Linked DNA regions of Oryctolagus cuniculus: region 2 is linked to region 1. A link is a contact called in public Micro-C data. All regions are on one chromosome and are shown on one strand. The core of a region is the stretch at or near the end of the contact, and the rest is flanking DNA. Distances in the headings are between cores, read along the strand shown. Region 1 overlaps AOX3 (aldehyde oxidase 3). Region 2 has its middle 22 kb from the start of MAIP1.

Evidence for each region. A called contact is a pair of places that touch in the nucleus more often than the background predicts.
Region 2: a Micro-C map of ear pinna shows a contact between it and region 1, with 8 times the contacts expected there. The contact joins two enhancer-like sites. A contact is called at or near these places in 5 of 6 Hi-C or Micro-C datasets (ear pinna, embryonic fibroblasts, psoas muscle and 2 more).

Annotation. Positions count from the first base shown.
Region 1 is chr3:39,444,641-39,448,238 of mOryCun1.1, reverse strand. It overlaps AOX3 (aldehyde oxidase 3), which reads left to right. Exons shown (of 35, transcript NM_001308460.1): 9 at 1,737-1,881; 10 at 2,319-2,411. Among named protein-coding and RNA genes, the nearest start is that of AOX3, 23 kb to the left of the region's middle. Within about 2 kb of position 1,923, at least 1 of the 8 cell types and tissues checked has an H3K27ac peak or open chromatin away from gene starts, as enhancers often do. A contact at or near this core is called in ear pinna, where this site is marked.
Region 2 is chr3:40,156,556-40,160,153 of mOryCun1.1, reverse strand. No RefSeq gene overlaps it. Among named protein-coding and RNA genes, the nearest start is that of MAIP1, 22 kb to the left of the region's middle. Within about 2 kb of position 2,058, at least 2 of the 8 cell types and tissues checked have an H3K27ac peak or open chromatin away from gene starts, as enhancers often do. A contact at or near this core is called in ear pinna, where this site is marked.

The sequences.
Region 1 (3,598 bases), core at 674-3,173:
CAGATGCATGGAGTGATTTCAGTTCCACAGGGCCCAGGGCAGGGAGCCCTTGGGTTCATGGCCTGTTTCTGTTAATCACCTGTATCACCTTGACCAGGTCACTTCCCCTCTCAGGCCTCACTGCTTTGTTTTCTGTAAAACAAGATCGGTGGTTCTCAGTACAGAAGCAATTAGTATTCAAGGGCTTTTCCTTGAATGCCATGTTTTTTGTTGAACATCATTGAATTGCAGTAAATTTAATTAGATTTCATGGAATAAAGGCAATTTTAGATCTAGAAATTATGACTGGATTAGGTGATATCTGAACCAAATCAAAACAGGGAGCAAAAGCATCCATTAAAAAAGAAAAGAGAAAATTAAGACTACCTGAGCCAGCATGGGCAATGTGCAAATTGCCCTTGTAAGTATTTATCTCATATTTGTCTTTCCCACCTTATTTTTTTTTAAGATTTATTTATTTATTTGAAAGTCATCATTACACAGAGAGAGGAGAGGCAGAGAGAAGAGAGGGAGAGAGAGAGAGAGAGAGAGAGGTCTTCCATCTGATGGTTCACTCCTCAGTTGGCTGCAACGGCAGGAGTTGCGCCGATCTGAAGCCAGGAGCCAAGAGCTTCTTCCGGGTCTCCTACGTGGGTGCAGGGGCCCAAGGACTTGGGCCATCTTCCACTGCTTTCCCAGGCCATAGCAGAGAGCTGGATCGGAAGAGGAGCAGCTGGGACTAGAACCGGTGCCCAAATGGGATCCCAGTGCTTTAGGCCAAGGCGTTAACCCACTGCGCCACGGTGCCAGCCCCATTTCCCACCTTATTTTAAAATTGTTTTATTTTTGACACAGAAAAATTACTCATTTTATGGGATACCATGTGCTGTTTTGATTCAAGTACACTAGTGTAATGTCCACTCAGGGTAGAGAGATCTATCTCCTCAAACACAATCCACCTTGTCACCTGCCACAGCCATTATTTTAGAGAAAAAAATGTAGTCATTCAAGTAACCACTATTCTACTTTTAGATCAGAGAAAAGACCAACTTTAATCTAGTGCTTGAAAACCCGCAATGTTGCTTGGGAAGCAGTAAATGGTTTGTGAGAGGAAGGGCCCCACTGGCTCTAATAAACCCAGCATTTTTTGTTTCCACTGTATTTCCACTGCTCAACAAAACAGCCAGCCTTACTCCATACTTCAGTGAGATCTGAGAACCGAAAGGCTTCTCATATCATCTACTCAAATCCCTAATTTTCAGATATAGCAACCTAGCCTGGAGAGGTTCCAGGGCTTCCCTAAGTCCTCCAGACTACTTAGTGGATAGGCTGGGATTAGAATCTGGCTCCTCCACCTCCAGATGTGGTCAGTGAATTTCCATTCGACAAGCTGGCCTGATAATAAATGGCACACAACCCTCTGTGCAATACAGCTCCCCGTTGGTGTTTTCTTACTATTTGTAACTTAGTCATGATTTCTTCATTTGGAAGTCTGATGTTGTAAATCTCCGTGGGACACAGGATTCTTGTTTGTTTATAAGACTTCATTAAAATCCACTTAGTTCTTTTCAAGCTATAAGAGATGGAAAACAAATCACACAAAAGAGTGGATTTAATTGTAGACAGATGGGAGCGTTGTCCTGCCAGTACCAGCCTTTGTGATCCCTGGTGGGATCCATTGTTCTGTGTGTGAGATGCAATGAAGTCTGTGTATTTTGTCATTGACATCAGCATTAAGTCTGCATTATCTCCTGCAGAGAATGGCAGAAGATCCCCAAAAGAAAGTTCTGACTTTCCACGGGGAGAAGACTACCTGGATTTCCCCAGGAACCCTGGCAGGCCTCCTGGAGCTGAAGATGGAGCACCCCGATGCACCTCTGGTGATGGGGAACACTTCTCTAGGTAGGTAGTGGAGGACCCGGTTCCCTCTTCTCTGTTGAAAATCCCAATTAGTGAAAGTTCTGGAGTCTGCTCAGAAATCCAAACACATACCTGATGATTCAGACTCAACCCCTTGCCTGGTTGATGGCCAACTTGTGACAAGATTAATATCTCTGGTTCCTGAAGAACAGTTTGTCCAGCAGAAGGCGATTAGATTTCTCTGAGGTTACATTTTCCATGCTTTCAGGCATCAGTGACTAGTAAAGCAGCTGTTTCTGTCATAGGGTTCTAGGATGAAGGAATCCACAGATGTTTCACTGCTTGGGTCAGACTCAGTTCAGATGTAGGGGGACTTTGTTTATTAGGCCTATCACAAACACTTCTAAGTCTTAGCATTACTTGCTAAACGAGATCTCAATTGCTTCTCTCCCGCTAACGAGAATTCTTCTATCTTTTAGGGCCTGATATGAAGTTCAAAGGAGTTTCCCCTCCCATTATTATCTCTCCTGCAAGGATTTTGGAATTATTTATTGTGACTAACACAGAAGAAGGTGTGTTCTCATTTACCGTAACACGGTGCTTGTGTTGCAGATGGTTCTGTTAAAGAAAGCTCGGGCTGTTTGACACTAGCCAGATCACAGGGTCATGGGGCTGCGGGAAGACCTCCTTGGCTCTTGTAATGTTGAACCACATCAGCCCTTGGAAAAGACCATGTCCTAGGTTCAGTAAGTCCTGGAGAAGACTGTCCCTCTTGTCTCGAGACTCAAGTCTCTGCGCAGAGCAGGACTTGCCCGATGTTGCTGATTTACCCAGAACCCTTCCAGCTGTCTCTAGCCACCTCAGCTAGTCAAGGAGTGCTCAGCCTGTTTCTTCCCCAGCAGCAGAGGAAAACAGCTAGCACCTTCTCTGCTAAATAGCTCAGGTTTCACCAGGAAGTCTTTTAGTCTCCCTTCTCCAACTCAGCCAAGCCACTGGTGGTGATTGTCCCAAAGCTGCCAAAGACAGGCAGGAATTTTTTTCTTGACAAATTAACACTCAGTTCTTTAGATCCACATTATTTAGAGAAAAATACCAGTGGGGTAAAACCATTTTATTCAACTTAATATTTTAGTTATCATCTTTTGAGATAATTTATTTTAGTTCGCATTATAGTCAAAGGCTTAACACTCCAGTGAGCCAAGAGTTCAACAAATACAAAGTAGAAAGGCCATCATTCAGCAGGGAAGGAGGGAAAGAGGCAAGGACTATAAACCCTAATCAAGGCGGCACCTTGGCTCACTAGGCTAATCCTCCGCCTGTGGTGCCGTCACCCCAGGTTCTAGTCCCAGTCAGAGTGCTGGATTCTGTCCCGGTTGCCCCTCTTCCAGTCCAGCTCTCTGCTGTGGCCCGGGAGGGCAGTGGAAGATGGCCCAAGTGCTTGGGCCCTGCACCCCATGGGAGACCAGGAGAAGCACCTGGCTCCTGGTTTCGGATTGGTGCAGTGCACCAGCCATGGAGGCCATTTGAGGGGTGAACCAACGGAAGGAAGACCTTTCTCTCTGTCTCTCTCTCTCACTGTCTAACTCTGCCTGTCAAAAAACAAAACAAAACAAAAAAACCCTAATCAAATGAAAAGATGCTCAACTGCAATCACATAAAGTCAGTTTTAAAATAGTCACAAAATCATGAAAACTATAGAATACCAGTATAAAATGCCTATCAGTTTGCTTGACAAAGATTTAAAACAAAGTGTGACCAT
Region 2 (3,598 bases), core at 809-3,308, 710 kb before region 1:
GCTTAGAAAATGGATTCTAAATCTGTGGGCCACAAATCTCCGTGGATAGAATTCTGTGGACTTGGATGGAGAAAATAATGTGCTCGTTTTCACTACCTCCCACTGAAATGTTGTGTTTTCTTCAACTATGAATACAGACAACAAAAAGCAGGTATTTGCAGATCCCAGTACACTGGCTGTAGGAATCTAGACATATCATTCACATCCTTCACTAATTGGAAATTACAGTAACTGGGGGGCCGTCGCCGTGGCTGACATAGTTAATCCTCCACCTGCGGCACTGACATCCCATATGGGCGCCGGGTTCTAGTCCCGGTTGCTCCTCTTCCAGTCCAGCTCTCTGCTGTGGCCCCGGAGGGTAGTGGAAGATGGCCCAAGTGCTTGGGTCCTTGCACCCGCATGGGAGACCAGGAGGAAGCACCTGGTTCCTGGCTTCGGATCGGCGTAGCTCCGGCTATAGCGGCCATTTGGGGGGTGAACCAACGGAAGGAAGACCTTTCTCTCTGTCTCTCTCACTATCTATCTGTCAAATAAAAAAAAAAAAGAAAGAAAGAATTTACAGTAGCTGAGACAGGCATCTGGTGTACTGCTTAAGATGTGTCCCACATCCAAGGATGTGGGTTCAGCTCTTGGATCTGGCTCCTAACTTCAGCTTTTGGCTAATGAAAACCCTAGGAGGATAGTGATGGCCCAAGTGATTGGGTTTGTGCTACCCACATGGGAGTCCTGGATTGAGTTTCTGGCTCCAGGCTTAGGCCTGACCCATCCTGGTCATTGTAGGCATTTGGGGAATGAACCAGTAGATGGGAGCTCTCTCTCTGTCCCTCTGTGCTCAAATAACTTTTTTAAAAATTACATTATAATGGGGCTGGGCCATGGTGCAATAGGTTAATCCTCTGCCTGCAGCACCAGCATCCCATATGGGCACTGGTTCTAGTCCCGGCTGCCCCTCTTCCAATCCAGCTCTGTGCTATGGCCTGGGAAAGCAGTAGAAGATGGCCCGAGTGCTTGGGCCCCTGCACCCGCATGGGAGTCCTGGCTTCGGATCGGTGCAGCTCCGGCCATTGCAGCCATTTGGGGAGTGAACCAACAGAAGGAAGACCTCTCTCTCTGTTTCTCCTTCTTACTATCTATAACTCTACCTCTCAAATAAATAAATCTTTAAAAAAAATTACACTATAAGACCGGTGACAGGATCTTGTTATTTAAAATGTTCATAAGGAAGTATATAGAAAGACATACCAAATTTTTTTGTTGTTGATATCATTGGTTTTCTTTGTAATTTCCATATTTTATTTGACAAGTTATTCTGGGAAGGAGCCTATGTCCCTCACCAGATTGTCAAAAGGGTTCACAACACCAAAAAAGCATTTAGAACATCTGGCAGAAGGGCTGCCAGGATGGTCTCTGGACAGAAGCAGCGAGCAGTAAAGGGAGTCTTTGTGCTCAGTGATTTTAGTCACGGCTTAGCTCTTGGCCCTTCCTCCTTTTCTGGTGATGTGAATGTGAACATGTGCCACTCTTATATAAAAACCATTAGCCACAATGCTTGAGTATACACAGTCTACATCAGGACGAAATTTGGTGCATTCACAACTGTGTTGCCTGACTACATTTCAGAGCCTCCAGCACGCCTGGCGTCGGGCCTTGGGAAAGAGGAGGCCTTGCTTTTCCAGCTGCTTTCGCCTTTCTGTTATGCTTGATTCATTTCCAGGGCTCAGGAATTTTCTGAAATCAGAGGAGTTTGGCTCCACGCTCAGCAACGAGGTTTGCTCACTTTTCAGCAAGAAGGCCTCAGCAGTGCCGGAGTGCTGCCTCCACGTCCAATCTCCTGCCATCCCTGCAAGAACAGTTGTGAAATACAGAAGGAGGGGAAGAAGTGGGCACTAAGCATAGCTCCTTTCCCTTAGCTTTGCCCCAGGGGAGTGAGGCCACCCTGGGGTGACAAGGACAGACTGGGGTGTCTAGTTTTGCTCACTCACCCTGCCGGCTTATCCCAGGCCTTGGCATCTGAGCACAGAGGAGCCCAGCAAGCTCAGATTGTCACCATAGCACTTCTTTCTCTTCCCTATTTGGAACCTCCTCCCTTCTCTGCTGTGTCATTGTGCTACCCTCCCCCGTGACTCCTCAGGCCTACCCTTCCATTCCTCACTCAAATCTTTTTCTTCCATTCTCTAGAAGAACAACACTGACCCTTGCAGCAGCAATAATTTAAAAAAAAATAGCCTCTGTATTTAAGACATGTAATGTGCATGTCCTGTGTGAGGCACTCTCACTGTACCTTCTTATTTAACACCCTTAACCAGCTATTGTGGGTTGATAATGTCCACACACCTACTTGGATCCTCAAACTTTGACTTGATTTGGGCCTTTGCAGAAGTAGTTACTTAAGGATTAAGAAGAGATCATCCCGGAATAGGGTGGCCCTCAAGGCAATGACTGATGTCCTTTTAAGAAGATGAGAGGGCCAGGAAGTGCAGAGATAGCCAGAGACTGGTGTGATGCTGCCCTAAGCCAAAGAATGCCTGGTGCCACCAGAGCCAGGGGCGGGCTAGGAAGGCTGCTTCCTGGGAGCCTTCTGAAGGAACATGGCACCAAGGGTACCTCAATTTTGGACTTCCATCCCCCAGGACTAGGAGAAAACCTGTTCCTGTTGCTTTAATGCACCGAGTCTGTGGTACTTTGTCACAACATCTTAGAACATTACCAGCATGGCCAATGAGATGGGTGTTTTGTCATCCCCACTTGTCAGATGAAGAAATCCAGGCAAAAAAGCCAAGTAGCTACAAAGATTTGCACTGCGGGGAGAGGACCTGAGACTGAACCCTGACCTAAATGACCCCAGTGCTTTCCAATCTTCATAGTGTTGGTTTTAATTAATTGTTATCCTTTGCTTGTTGATTGATCCATATTCAACTTGCAGGGGGCCATTAGACACCAACTGTGGTAGCTGGGCTGCAAAGAGGAGTGGAGAGTCTCAGAGGCCTCCTGGCTGGTCTGGAGGAGGCTGGCCCAGGAGCGACTCCGCCTCCTCTCTGCTCAGCTCCTCCTGGGCCCGGATGTAGGAAGTCTGCACTGCAGGATCAGTGCCTGGAAAGCTTGGGTCTTCTCCTTTAGCTTTTGTTCCTACCCAAACTAGTGTAGGGGATTCTACAGGTGTTCAAATGAGGGATTAAAGTCTTTCTCTGAGGCAGACCTCTTATCATTACAGTAAGGGCTCTACTTCCCAGTGGATTACATTAGGAACATTTTTATAAGGCCAAAGTGGCAATCTAAAAGTGCTGGCTGAAGTCATCCACTGGAGGAGAACATAGAGGATTTACTTTTGGCCAGATGAACATTTTTTAAATGGGACATTTCTAAGGAAATGGGAGTCTATTCTTACAAAATAAACCAATCCATTTGTGTAGCTCTTACAGATACTGCCCTATTCCATATGCCCTCCCTTCAGTGTGATGTGTTAGTCCCATGGACATTAAACATCTGTGGACCTCAGAGAGCAGCAGCATGGTGCACGGCTGACCTGTGACTTGCCACAGTGAAACTGTCAGGAATTTAAGGATGCCACGGCACTTGGCTGAGTGGCAGGCAGTTTATC